Regions from separate parts of the Hordeum vulgare genome. Here region 1 is linked to region 2. Evidence: chromatin contacts called from public Hi-C data. All regions are on one chromosome and are shown on one strand. The core of a region is the stretch at or near the end of the contact, and the rest is flanking DNA. Distances in the headings are between cores, read along the strand shown.

What was found. Hi-C and Micro-C count contacts between places; a contact is called where the count stands out from the background.
Region 1: a contact with region 2 is called in a Hi-C map of seedling, with 3 times the contacts expected there. The contact joins two enhancer-like sites. A contact is called at or near these places in 2 of 6 Hi-C or Micro-C datasets (leaf and seedling).

What each region holds. Positions count from the first base shown.
Region 1 is chr3H:45,455,320-45,459,336 of MorexV3_pseudomolecules_assembly, forward strand. No RefSeq gene overlaps it. Among protein-coding and RNA genes, the nearest start is that of LOC123442899, 110 kb to the left of the region's middle. Within about 2 kb of position 1,897, at least 3 of the 3 cell types and tissues checked have open chromatin away from gene starts, as enhancers often do. A contact at or near this core is called in leaf and seedling, where this site is marked.
Region 2 is chr3H:45,139,977-45,144,028 of MorexV3_pseudomolecules_assembly, forward strand. No RefSeq gene overlaps it. Among protein-coding and RNA genes, the nearest start is that of LOC123442898, 82 kb to the left of the region's middle. Within about 2 kb of position 2,580, at least 3 of the 3 cell types and tissues checked have open chromatin away from gene starts, as enhancers often do. A contact at or near this core is called in leaf and seedling, where this site is marked.

The DNA.
Region 1 (4,017 bases), core at 647-3,146, 310 kb after region 2:
TAAACTTGAGTTGCTCCAACTCTGTTCATATTGATATTTGTAACGTCAAGATGCGTGTTTACTCTTGATAGGTCATGACATTGCATTCAAAACTAGCTTTCGCAAAAGTACATACTTAGTGTTATACCATGCAATGTTTACTCTATTAGAAACATGGGTTGCTTGCGAGTACATTTCAAAGTACTCACTAGCTTGTCCCTAGCTATTTTATTGACGAGGCATGGAAGAGCAGGTCTATGATCAAGAACACCTCCGTGACGATCATGCGAATTAGGACGCTTTCTAGTGAGATGTGTGTAGGATTAAGGCAGATATCATGGGTTCACGCTATCATTGGAGATTACCATTGCCAGTTTATGTTTGATGTTTGGCCTTCATGGCCCTACCTATGTAAGAGACCATAATGGTCATAATTTGTGTAAGAGGATATGTAATGGATATAAGTCTCTTGTTATTCAGTTTATACGAGCATTGATACCGAGATCACTTTACACATGCATTCGGTAACTTCAAGTTATGAGTCAGGGTCCCCACATGCTCCTTACTTAACGTGCGGTTGTACGGGCGTATATGGCGTTTAGATGCAACAAATAAAAGATGGTAGCACAAGGTACATTCAAACCGGTCTGCATGTTTTATGTATAGGCATAATTCCATGTTACACGTAGATGGCGAAGTTTTTTTATCCCAAGCTCATATGCTCCATAATAAACAGTAAAATTTTAAAAATAGTAAAAGAGATCACATTTTTTTGACTTTTTTTAGTGATAAACATTGATTAATGTTTCAGTATTCTGCAAATTTTCGTGATGAAATAACATTCGTGGTGGTCTGGCCAATAAAAAAACAAAATCGATGCTTCAAAATGCTTCCAACAATAGTGTTTTTGAAACATCGATTTTGTTTTTTTGCCCGGTCCTATATGAATGTCATTTCATCAAAAAAAATTTCAGGTAGTTAGAAGTTTCATCAATGTTTATCACAAAACAAAATCAGACTTTTTTTTATTTTTTTACCAATTTTTAGACTTTACTGTTCATCAGGAAGCACGTGAGCTTGCGATCAAATACTCCTTGTCCGATGGCGAAAGTTCTCTTTTATCCCTGATGGCGACTTTTACCATTCCGATGTGTGTTTGCAATGTATTGAACGATGATGTTTTACTCTTTAATTATCAGTAGTAAATATGTGTGACTGCGTAGCGAGCAGAAATGCAACAACGAGCAAGGAAAGCGCGTCGGTGGACTCACGTAACCTTGTGAATGCTAATACCTATATTAATCACTGATGCATAAAACTGGCCTGCTTAGTAGTCTGGTCAAGAGCCCGAAGCATCGTTGTTAGAGACAAAACCCCATCACTAATCAGTCGACTCCACCACGGGAGGGAGGAAAAGCGAATACTGGTTGGTGGCCAGCCGCTATCGCGGTGTGATGATGTCTCCCCCGGGATACATTGGGCGCGGCACACATGAATACATGATCGATCGAGGTGGAGCGGCGTTACGTTTGTACTAGTCGCACATTTGGCGTTACCCGCTGAATTCCAGCGTCAGGGAGCCACTGCAAACTCATGATTCCTGGTACGGGTTGTGGATGGACACTGGAACCGGCCAAACGGATGGATTAGCGACATGTATGGGTAAGTAGCGGTTGTCATCCGCGCCGTACTTTTGTTTGGCGCAGGCGTTGCGTCGTTCGTTTGGTTCGGCCGGTGCCGCTGTGGTCGGCACAGCCGTTGGGGCGTGGCCACCGTCGTTTTCCGACGAGGTACGTGGGGTGCACGGTGAGCGCGTCAAAAGCGCCCAATCATGCGAAGACTAGTGCCCCTGTGCTCCCAGCTGCCCGGTGCCATGGCGTCGTGGCGCCGTCCGGCGGTTTGTGGTTGTGGCTGTGGCTAGGGCGGGCTTGACGACGCCGACATGCATGCACTGATGCGCCCAGGTGGCCCAACAGCGAGGAGCCGAGGACGTGGGCTGCTCCCAATAATTCGTACCATTTCCCTGACCACAGCTCGTGACTTCGTGAGCAAATTGCATCGCGGTGAGGAGCCATTCCCAATCCCATCCATTCCGTACTCTTATTTGGCGCGGCTTGCATCGTTGGTTTCGACCGCCCCTGCGCTGGCACTGCTCTGCCCACTGTGGTCAGCGGCCCTGGCCACCGTCGTTTTCCGTCGGCATCTGGCCTCCATTGTTTACCGGCGAGGCCTAGGGTCGTATGTAGGGTGCATAATCCGACGCCCTAAATTTATAGTCCGGAAACCAGCGCGTCCAAGATTTACAGGACCCAGAAAAATAAAATTTGCAAAGGATTGGGGAAAGGAAGAGAAAACGGGAGAGTATAAAAAATAATGAATACAGAAAAGAAGAGAGGAGGAAAAGAAAAAAAGAAATTATAATTAAATAAAAAAATAAAAAATTGATAAACTTAGATTTTTTTTTTGTAAAACTGAACGAAAACCGAACTAGATACGGTAAAACTAGACAAAACGTGGAAAAAAAATGCTAAAATCACATGTATCTAGTGGAAAAACCGTAATACTGAAACAAAAAAATTGAAATATCAGTTTCTAGAAAAACAAAGGAACAAAGCCTAGTGCTTGCTTTACTCACATAGGGCAGCCTCGCCTAGGTGAACATAATAATGGGCCAGCCCAGCACATATCGATTTTTGGTTTTCTTTCCAAATGTATTTTTTGTAAATCGTTTTTCGGTTTTTTTTTCTTTAGTTTTTTCAATTGTTTTGTACTTCCACACATTTTAAATATATATTATACAAGACACTTCACATCAAAGAATATAAAAATGTTAATAATGTCAAATGTGCGTAGAAAACTATTTCCCATGCATAGGAAAACGTATACAAGATTATAGAGTGGGTATAAAAAAGTTGATAACGTATTAAAAACGTGAATAAATAATTTAAATTTTTTTTACCAAATATTTTCAAAAAAATAATCAAGAATTAGTTCTTTCTAAAAATGTTATAGGAAAAATATTTCTCATATCTACGAAAACAATATACAAAAAATGTGCATGTGTATGAAGAAATGTTAAATGATTAATAAAATGTTAAATGTCTAGGAAAAATGGAAGCATAATTAAAATGTACAATTTATATTGAATTAAAAGGTCTTCAAAATATATATATTTATAAACAGTTAATTTGTAATTTAGAAATGACAAACAAGTAATAAAAATGTTCCTAGTGTAAATGAAATTTGATCATTGTGTGTGAAAAAATAATTGTTAAATATTTTAAAAAAATTCAAAACCAATATTTAAAAAAGATAATTTATATCATATATTTGAAAAATGTTTAACATGTGTCAACAAAAATGTTTCACGTGTATGTTAAAAACGTACATTCTATACTAAGAGAAGTAGACATGTGTTGAACAAAGAACTAACGGATAAAAATTGAGAAAAAATAAAGAAAATAAGAAAAACAACCAGAAAAGGAAACTGAACAAAACAGAGAAAAAACAAAGAAAAATGGTATGGAAAATAAAACCGAAGGAACCCAATGAAAAAACAGTGAAAACAACAAAAAATCACCAGGAAACAAAGGAAAATAAAGAAAATAAAACTAGAAACAATGAAAACCAAAAAAAGAATATAAACGAATAGAAAAAGTGAAAACCAAAGATAAACAAAGAAAATCCAATAATAATAAACAAATCAGTTAGAAAATAAACTGTGAAACCAGGAAAAGAAACAAAGGAGACCGGTAAAAACAGGAAAAAAGAAGCAAAAAACTGGAGAAGAAACCATAAACACCATAAAAAGGAAAAAGAAAAGGAAAGGAAAAACCCTGATAGAACCGGACCAGTCCACCCACGACCAACGCAGCAAAAGTAACAAAAAGAAAAAGAAGATCTAAAAAAAGTAACAAAAAGAACCCCGCAACTGCGACGACAGAATGGAACAATCGATGCTTCGTTCAGTTGTCTCATGATAGAATCCACCTGTGGTTTCTAACCTCCCAGGGAATTGATGATCCCGGTCCGTTACCT
Region 2 (4,052 bases), core at 1,330-3,829:
CGTATTCCCTAAGGAGTTGTTACATATGACCCATACTTTGAATGCAAAGAGGATGCCCTTGGCGAGCTTGGCTTCTCTTCTTACTAGAAATGCACTCTGGCTATTCGCATGCTTGCATATGGAATTCCTCGTGACCTTATGGATGAGTATGTTCATAGTAGTGAGTTTACGTGTCTCCAATCAATGTATAGTTTCTGCAAGGCCATGGTGGTTGTGTTTGGTCTTGAATACCCGAGAGAACCAAACACCGCTGATACAGAAAGGTTGTGGACGATCAATGCCGAGAGGGGCTTTCCAGGCATGCTTGGTAGTATCGGTTGTATGCACTCGAAGCGGAAGAACTGACCATTTGCTTGACACGGGTAGTACAAGGGACATGTGAAAGGTGCCACTGACATACTTGAAGCTCTCTCTTCACAAGATCTGTGGATATGACATTCTTTCTTCGACATGGCTAGTTCTTACAATGATATTATCGTTCTTCAGCATTCTCCAGTGTTTGCAAGGCTAGTAGAAGGCCACTGTCCGGAGGTCAACTTTAAGATCAATGGCCATCATTACAACATGTGATATTACCTAGCTGATGGTATCTATCATGAGTGGTCTAGTCATGTGAAGACCATACCCAATCCGCAAGGAGAAACGAGAGAGAGGTTTGCCCAAATGCAGGAAAGTGTTAGGAAAGATGTGGAGCGTGCATTTGGTGTGCTTCAGTTTTGATGGGGTATCGTTCGAAACCCTGCATTGACATGGAGCACTCAGAAGCTTTGGGAGGTGATGATTTCTTATGTGATCATGCACAACATGACTGTTGAGGATGAGCATGATGGAAGCATCTACGACCAAAGGTTTGATTTACAGCGTCAGAATGTTGAGCATGAGCACCCACCTCCTGGAACCTTTGAATAGTTTGTTCGGTTTCATCGTGAGATGCGTGATCGAAACACTCATACATAGGTGCAAGATGACTTGATTGAGTACATGTGGGATCAAATTTGCAATCAGTAGATTTATCGGTTTAATCTTTTTTCGTGTGCAAAAACTTTGTGTGGTTTTGTAAGACTATTTGATATTTTTAAATTTTAATTGAATTGTAATAAAATATTATTTTGAATATTAAACTATTAGTTACATTTGATTTGAATTATTTTTGCTATGCTTGATTATTATACTTGTTCTTCGACGGATGAGATGGAACAAAAGATGCGGCCGCGATGAACGTCCGGCCGACGTAAACCGGTAAACAAACCTTATTATTATGTTAAAACGGACAAAATCCGGATAAAACAGATGTCACTTCAGTATGCGTTGGAGTTGTCCTCAGAGCCAGCCATCAACAATAGTCATGCACGCACCGCTGGCCTGCGCTGGCACACACCACTGCTGGCGGCCGTACGTGTGATCCCTTAACAGGCCGGACGCTGCACCAAGTTTTTACCCCATTTGCACATGTCTCCAGCAGGGGAGCGGGTCGCGCACCGCCGTGACACGGCGACAGACAAGATAGAACCGCACCCGTCCACCTGTCCACCACAGGCCCCATAGGCCATACGGACGTGAATCCCTCCCTCCCGTCGGTCGATCCAAAGCATGTTCGCACCAACTGTTCTCTCGCCGGAGCACCGCGACGTACGTACGTACGTGTCCCCGACCGCCGCACGTTTCCTCCCCACCTTTTCACGTGCCACGGCGCCTTTCCCGACAAGCGCGCGCTCCGTGCATGCAGCCCCGGGGCGACGCCGCGCGCCGCTGCGCGAGCGGCACACGTACGCGGCGTCGTCTGGAACCCCTGCGACGTGTGCCGGCCCGCACATGCATGGGCGCGGGGGGCGCATGTGGAGTGATCCCCGGCCCGCGGCACGTACGTACGACCCGTCGCTTTACGCTCTCGCTAAACCTGCCGAGTCACCGCCATGGCGGCCATTACGTGGTGGCTAACCCCTCCTCGAATCTTGGGCCTCCACTGTACTACGCCTCAAGTAGTAAAACCGGCTCGTCCTCGCCGGCAATACTTTATCCGGCCGGAGAGAGCGACGTGCGCAGGGACTGGCCGATAGAATAGTCGGGACGGGTCGGGTCGTGTCTCGGCCACGAGCAAAAGCCATTTGCGGAGCTTGCGATTTGCAAGAAATTAAAAGCGGGCATCCATCGACATTCCATCTGCAGCTAGGTAGGTGACGACGCTTTCTTATCCGTCCATCCATATCTACCTATAGCTGCTTTGGCTAACGGGATTAAGCTATCACGTACAGTAACCTTTTCCTTCTTTTTTGGGGTCCAGAAAAGCAGGTACGGGTCGGTCTCGTGAGGTTGAGGCTTGAGCGCGCTGGCCGGCAGCTTTGCTTGGGTTACAATCCATAATGCGGTCCCTAATGATGCGCTTTATGGCGTATCGCCGGTACTGGTAAGAACTGATTAGGCTAATATAAGCACACACGCACGCACGCTTTTCTCGCCATGGATCTTATCCGGAACAGATGCTCCAGGGGCGCCACGTTGGCATCGGGTGCTCGTGCATAGCCATCGGTTTGGTAGGTGGGATTCGCTTGTCACATGCGAACATGCATAGCCTCAACGGCATCCCGTTGCCAACCGAGGCTGCCACGGACACACGGTGGATTTCTTCCAGGGCTGATCGATCAGATATTCAGATGGTGCTGCGTCACAGTGTCAAGCCACCAACTAATTTCCTTTTAACAATCACCATCCGGGGTCTTGGCATCTTGGCTAACCCGCAGCTCAGGAGCAGGTAGATTGTATTTGTTTTGCCTGGTCCAAATGTAAGTTGTTCAAGTACATGTGCACCCCAACGGAGTGAAGCAAAAACCGCTAGCCCTAGTTAGGCGACAAGCTTAGTCGTTGTGTGCTTTCCTTGCCTTGTTGACCTTAACTACGTACGCACCCTGTCCGTGGGAGTCTTAACGGAAAAGTCAGCCACCTACAAGAGTACATACACTACCGTCGAAGAACCTTAGCTATAGTGAATGATAGTGACCAGCCGGCACGGCACAAGTATTTCCAAATCACTGTCTGCGTCCATATCCTGTCACTTGTTGAGTGCCCCCATGGTATTCTACTACTCCGGCATAGTTGACGTTGTGTCTGCCTGTCTGGTTTCTCCGCAGCAACTAGACCGAAAAACACAGCTGGCCTAACCGTGTAGTGAACAACGACCGCCTTCTTATCCATCCCGGCTTAGCATAGCAGGGCTTGCCAATTTAATCGTCAGCATGTCGCTGTTACTTGATCCGCAAATTAAGTCTCGCGACTGGGCTAGCCCTAGCCATATACATCATCGCCTCTTCCATATAATTGGGTCCATGCATGCACGAAGGTCAGCAGCCATTGGGCACGGGCTTGGACTTCGCGTGCTTGGATTTGATCTTGACGTGCAGCATCGATGATTAACTATGCAGCGCTGTTTTAGTACGTGCTTCGGTTACTTTGTCATAGATATCTTCTTCTTTCCGCGCAAATCGGGGCGCTTGTTCTTCTCTTGTCTACTGTCTTCTTAGTGGAGAAAGCAGACATCATCGCAACTTGCCAAGATATGCCATAAAACAACTGGACCTGCGTGAAAAGACGAGGCTACTCCAGCAGAAATTACAGAATATATATCGCTCCACTTTGCATCAGCAGCCTATTGGCACCAGAAATGGAGCTTTATTAATTAGCTTTGCTTGCCGTAACAATGCGTGCATGAGATGAGATGGAGCATCGTATCATCCAAGAATCATAGGGGTCGACAACCTAGCAAGATAGCACACTTGGCGTCTTCTTTATGAGCTTGCAAGCATAGACCATATTAAGATATTTCGGTAGTTAGGGTTAGGCCACCATATCATATGAGGGAGGATAAGGCAGAATCTAGTCACTGTACTTGGTTTGAGATGCCTGCTAGCATGCCGTGCACACGTGCTGCCGCCTCAGGATCCCGGAGCGGAAGCAAACCAGCGGACAGGGGAATGCGTGGTTTCTATTCCCGGTAGACACTAAATAATGCAATGGCTGTTGATGCGTTGCTTTTGTTCGGAGCGTTCGTCGCTTAACAT